Regions from separate parts of the Mus musculus genome. Here region 1 is linked to region 2. The links are chromatin contacts, called in public Hi-C maps. All regions are on one chromosome and are shown on one strand. Each heading gives the region's core, a stretch centred on a gene start, on an enhancer-like site or on the middle of the called end of the contact. The rest is flanking DNA. Distances are from core to core; before and after follow the strand shown.

Region 1 (3,047 bases), core at 443-2,942, 78 kb after region 2:
TTTACATAGATTTTAATCTTGGTTCTCCAGAAGCAGATGAGTCTTTGAGTTTAAAGTCAACCTGGTTTATACAGCAAAGTATAGTGAGACCTTGACTCAAAGGGGGATTGGGGGGGACCACCATGTCTCGCTTACAAAATAAGTTGTTTTTCCAGACATGGTTTCTCTGTGTAGCCTTGGCTGTCCTGAAATCTGTAGACCACGTTGGCCTCAAACTCAAGAGACCCACCTGCTTCTGCCTCCTGAGTTCTGGGATTAAAGGCATGTGCTATCCCCACTGAGCTTAGAATACAATTTTTATGTGAAATTGTTATACTGAAAAGACTGCAATAATGTATACTATGGAGATGAACACCTGTCATTTTTTAAATAAAGATTTATTTATTTTATGTATATAAGTATATCATTGCTCTCTTCAGACACACCAGAAGAGGGCATCAGATCCCATTACAGTTGGTTGTGAGCCACCATGTGGTTGCTCGACTCAAACTCAGGACCTCTGGAAGAGCAGTCAGTGCTCTTAACCACTGAGCCATCTCTTTAGCCCTTAAATGTCATTTTAATGACTGTAGAGGTATATTAATATTCAATTTTATATTGCATACACACACTAATATATGTGCTTCCAAACTTTGTACACATAACTTTGAATAGGCTAAAAATATTTAACTTCCTTGTTTACTTCTCTATAATGCATACACATATTTCAAAATGTTGCACATAAGTATTTTTTACTGAATTAAAAATTAATTACTTTAAAACTTAAATTAATGAATTAAACTAATTAGTTTAAAACTATGTACAAGCCGGGTGGTGGTGGCTCACGCCTTTAATCCCAGCACTTGGGAGGCAGAGGCAGGCGAATTTCTGAGTTCGAGGCCAGCCTGGTCTATAAAGTGAGTTCCAGGACAGCCAGGGCTACACAGAGAAACCCTGTCTCAAAAAAAACAAAAACAAAAACAAACAAAAAACAAACAACAACAACAACAAAAAACCCCTATGTACAAACACATAAACTTGCACATGGGATAGTTTCCTTTATTACTCTATTTTATAAATTCTGTGAAAAAAATTTTGAGTACTTGCTATTTGCTGCGTATAACTCGAGGCATGCAGAGAAGACAACAGTGCCTGCTCTTGAGACCACACTGCTTATTCCTCCCCCAAAGATTTGACCCTTTGTAATAACATACTTGCTTATTTTGATGATTTCATAGGAACTGTGTTTATTTATTAAGCATTCTTACCTGTGCAGACTTAGTGGTTGTTTTAGAAGTCCTTAGAGTTTTCTTATTATAAGCTTTGCCATTCATTTTGATCTTAGAAATAGCAGATCCTCCACTCTTTGCTTTAGAGTCTCGAGTAATAACTGTCAGTTCAGGAAAACTTTCCAAAGCATTCTTTAAAACAATGAAGGATAATAACTGACATCAGAAGAAAACTAATCTGAATTCAGCCATTCAAAACGTATACACATAAGCACACACACATATACCCATGCGGATGGCTACAGCTGGGATAGAGTTACAAGTTCTTTGTACTTTTGCCCACATGGTTTGGACTGTCTTTCCATTCTTTGAATCTGGGCTAATAATATGTCCTCAGTTTTTGAGCAACAGTACACCATGCTGAAGGAACTCCTAAGCTATTATTAGTAATCCCTCTCTGATTGGAAAGTAGGAACATATTCACTCTTCAGAGCTCTTATCACTTAAACTGTGACTAATACCTTGAACCGAGGTAAACCAGCTCCAGTGAGTGAGTCACTGGAGTCTAAATGAACGTGTGGGCAGAAGACGTTAAGAATAATGGCCGTGTTTCCTGTCTCACTTCTTTTGCTTCCTTGTACTGCATAAAGAACTTGTGAGATAAGATCCTGAACCAGAGTTTGATCGTGAGCTCTTCACAGACAGAGAGCCACCACTGATGAGACAATGGCCACATGGCAGAGCTGGTTCTGACATTGGTGCCCCTAGCTGCTGGGTAAGGCACTGTGACCTGAAAAGCCGCACATAGTACAGAACGAACCCTGCAGACCACAGGTTTCTAAAATTCGACTTAACTAACAACAGCATGAATTATGAGAGTAGGGTTAAAATGCTGTTACAATTATGATTCAGAATGCAATTTAATTTTCCAGACTGACATATTTTACAAACTGGTATTGTGAACCTGAAAACAGTACATTTTAAAAACTACAATTTTTCTTAGTTCTAAGTGTAACAGGGAAATTAAACTTGATAAACATAGTACAACTTTTGGCATATCTACTGAAGAGCTACCATCAACTCCTACCTCACATTACTTGTGCTTTTATCACATACACAGGTACTCTGCACTTAAAAATACCCCACTTAAATAATTCTGGATCTAGAATTGCCAATCACAATAAATGAAATTTAAAGACTAATACAGATGTAAATTATATTTCCCAGTGAGGACAGGATGGCAAAGATCCTTCAGGGTAAGGACAGAGCAGCAGCGCCGCTGGAGGCCTTAGGACACACCCTAAAACTACAACAGCGCTGGGACTAGAGATGTGTCTAGAGATGTGTCGTGCTTAGACACTCCACTCTGGCAGAGGACCAGGGCTGCTTCCTAGCATCCACATGAAGACTTATAAGTGTTTGTAATCACAGTTCAAGTGGGGGTTGGATGCTGTTTTCTGCCTGGGAGGGCACTGCATGCCTGTAGCACACTTATATGCATGTAGGTAAGACACACATAAAAGTTAAATCTAAATTAAAAAGGCACCAAGTTTATGATAACATGTGGTGCTAAGTATTTTTTTCTTTCCTTTATTTGGGAGTTGTATAGAGCAATAAATGTGGCTAATGTGTTTTAGGCAAGCATTCTCTCGCTCACTGAACTATATGCCCCTACCTTCATATTACATATTTCTCTTGTTTAGTTTTTCTTATTTTAAAGATAAAGTCTTATTATGTAGGCCAACCTAGCCTGGAATTTACGATCCTCCTGCCCCAACCTCAAGAATGCTTAACTTACAGGTATGATCCACCATGTCCTCATGATGCTAAACATTTCTA
Region 2 (2,853 bases), core at 38-2,537:
GAGCAGGAGACCAAGGGATGCAACCCTGGCCCTGTCGTGACAAGGATGACAGCGTGTGGGACCTGTGGCTCCCTTCCCTGCTCCCTCATCTCCTAGGCTGTGATCCTTTTTAATCATACCAAAGTGGTTGCTCTCTGCTGTGGGCGGGGTCTCATAGAACCCAGGCTGGTCTAGAACTTGTACTTTACAGCGGAGGAAAACTGTCAACTTCAGATGCTCCTGCCTCTATTTCCCAAGATTAGACCTGTGAGCTACGATGTCGGGTTTTACAGTGCTCTGAGCATGTTAGGCACATGCAGTAGGCATGCACTCTCCCAACAGAGCTACATCCCAAGCTTCAAAGCACAAAGCTCATGCCATCAGTGAATCAGAGCTGGCTTCTAACAACCAACAGAGGAAACACAGGAACCAGAAACTGGGTAGCCGTGGGACAGGACAGGGAAGCCCTATTCATCAAATGCTCTTCTGTATCTTGATTTTTTTTTTTTTAACCATGCTGGAGATCAAGCCCCAGGCTCATATATAGTAAGCACATTGCCAGCTGAGGCATATCCCCAACCTCTGCAGCTGTTTTGGTTGGTTTGGTTTTTTGAGACAGAAGACAGCTAAGGCTAGCTGTGGATTTCTGTTTTTCCTTTCAGGCGCTAGAGCAACTGACTGTCCTGGGGCCAAGGTCTACGTTCCACTGGATTCTCTAAGGTCATGGTATTTACTGCTAGTTGAACAACTCAGTAGGTGCAAGTCAGTGGGGTGACTGGTTAGTAAATAAGATTAAGTTAGAAAACAGGTTAAACATAGGACAAGTTCTACCTCGGGAGGTGTCTACTTCAGTCTATCTGTGTTAGAATGTTCTGGTCACAGCCACGTTGCTCATTGTGGGCTCTGAGCCTTTCAGACATTTGAAAACCACAGCCCTAGAGCCTTGTAAAATCCACAGTTCCCTGTAGCTTGAACATGATAGCCATAAATAAACTTCAGGTAGGCAAAGTCTTCTCTAATCTCCTAGTGGCCTCACACTGGGAAACTCCCACTGTACACTACAAGTCCATCCACTCTAGGGTCCCAGCCACTTACGGCAGATGCATGTCCGTTAGCAGAGTCTTCACCATCATCTTGAGCTTCTCGGCAAAGTCGGCATGCCCAGAAATTCCCGGTGCAGCGGTACTGAACGTGACCAGCAGCACGGCTCCCAGGACGGCCAGCTGCTCCAGCTGGAGCTGGAGCTCTTGGAAACGAGACTGGTCCATCAAAACTGTCTGCAATGAACACACGCGGCACTGCTGAGCAGAAATTCAAGATGGCCAGCAGAGGGCAGCAGAGCCGCACCTCCGCCTGCTCTGTGGTACCCTTTCAGATGTCCTGCATGCCTTTCAGAGCTAGAAGAGCACCACATGTTAGCTCAGGCAGGTCTGGCGATAAACCCAACCCTTCACAGGACTATGACCTCAGGCAAGTGCCTTTACTGTCTGAGACTATACAAAAAGGGACAGCCCTTTTTACAGCGCCTTGAAAGATGAAGAAACCCCCAGCAGGGGAGCAGCTGAAAGCCACTACTCCATCAGTAGGAGGGGAGGTACAGTAGCAGGAAGGGAAGGGAAAGAAGATGAAGCTAGGGTGCCCAATGCCTTCCTATGTGTCCAGAACTAACTGTCCCAGACTTGAAAGGGAAACATCCAAGTCCTGAGGTGACCCCATTTTTATCCCCCACAAATCAGGAAATCACCTATGCTGATAGATGGGAGAATCTTGAAGCAGAGCCTACGGCTATTCATCCTCATATCCATAGCACAAAGGAGCCCCAAGAACTCCAAGAGCTCCAAGGTGGGCACCCCTCCACCCACCCACAAATACACTCAGAAAGCTGAGACAGGAGGATTGCTATGAGTCTAAAGCCAGCCTGAGATACAAAGTGAGGCTGTCTCAGAACAAACAAAAACAATAACCAACTCAGGTATGTAAATAAAGAGAACAGTCAGAAATGACAAATTGAGCAGAACTCATAACCACATAAAAGCCACCTGAAAGTGGACTTCGTCTCATGTTAAAGAACCCAAGCCTTCCCTACAGAGACACTAGTGTTAAAGGACCCAGGCCTTCCCTACAGAGACACTAGTGTTAAAGGACCCAGGTCCCACCCTACCTGACTATCCCTAGCTACCAGAGGAGATGAGGGAAAAGCAGCAAGGTCAAAAAGGTGTTGATTCAGTTCAGAGGTTTTTGGTTGTTTTCTTTGGGGGGTGGGTAGGCTTGGGGGCTGGATCTCACCACATCGCTGTGGCTGTCCTGGAACTCACTCTGTAGACTAGGCTGGCGGCAAACTCAAAGAAATCCACCTGCCTCTGCCTTCAGAGCACTGGGGTTATAAGTGTGCACTACAATGCCTGGCCCAGATCTGAGTTTTCACAGGTTAATCAGACAAGCTCTAAGAACCTCTTTGCTGGGGTCTGGAGAGATGGCTTAACAGTTAAAAATACCAACTATTCTTCCAGAGGTCCTGAATTCAATTCCCAGCAACTACATGGTGGCTCACAAATATAATGGGATCTGATGCCCTCTTCTGGTGTGTCTGAAGAGAGTGACAGTGTACTCACATACATAAAATAAATAAAACTAAAAGAAAAAAGAAGAGCGAGAGAAGAAAGACAGACAGACAGACAGAATGAATGAACCTGCTTTGCTGTAAGAAGATAACAGGGATGTGGTCTATGTTGTAATCCTGAAATGTTGAGGCAGGAGGATCAACAAGAGTTTGGGAATGGGCTATAGTGTTGAAAACAATAACCAGATAACGGAGTCAGAGCCCGGACTCCTTAGGAGGTTAAACCTCCCTGAAGACTGAGGTTTCTTCATTAA

Evidence for each region. Hi-C and Micro-C count contacts between places; a contact is called where the count stands out from the background.
Region 1: a contact with region 2 is called in a Hi-C map of muscle stem cells, with 2.6 times the contacts expected there. The contact joins two enhancer-like sites. A contact is called at or near these places in 2 of 39 promoter capture datasets (the 3T3-L1 cell line and embryonic stem cells), 10 of 15 datasets of contacts at CTCF or cohesin (the G1E-ER4 cell line, the NIH/3T3 cell line, embryonic stem cells and 5 more), 204 of 484 Hi-C or Micro-C datasets (2-cell-like embryonic stem cells, the 3T3-L1 cell line, 3T3-L1-derived adipocytes and 110 more), 29 of 115 datasets of contacts at active chromatin or transcription factors (CD8 T cells, the HPC-7 cell line, the NIH/3T3 cell line and 18 more) and 4 of 9 other capture datasets (adipose tissue, liver, macrophages and 1 more).

What each region holds. Positions count from the first base shown.
Region 1 is chr2:104,761,564-104,764,610 of GRCm38.p6, forward strand. Qser1 (glutamine and serine rich 1) reads right to left here. Exons shown (of 12, transcript NM_001123327.2): 10 at 1,248-1,400. Among named protein-coding and RNA genes, the nearest start is that of Depdc7, 20 kb to the left of the region's middle. Within about 2 kb of position 1,693, at least 57 of the 459 cell types and tissues checked have an H3K27ac peak or open chromatin away from gene starts, as enhancers often do. A contact at or near this core is called in muscle stem cells, where this site is marked.
Region 2 is chr2:104,684,289-104,687,141 of GRCm38.p6, forward strand. Tcp11l1 (t-complex 11 like 1) reads right to left here. Exons shown (of 10, transcript NM_177190.5): 8 at 1,075-1,256. Among named protein-coding and RNA genes, the nearest start is that of Gm6306, 25 kb to the right of the region's middle. Within about 2 kb of position 1,288, at least 16 of the 459 cell types and tissues checked have an H3K27ac peak or open chromatin away from gene starts, as enhancers often do. A contact at or near this core is called in muscle stem cells, where this site is marked.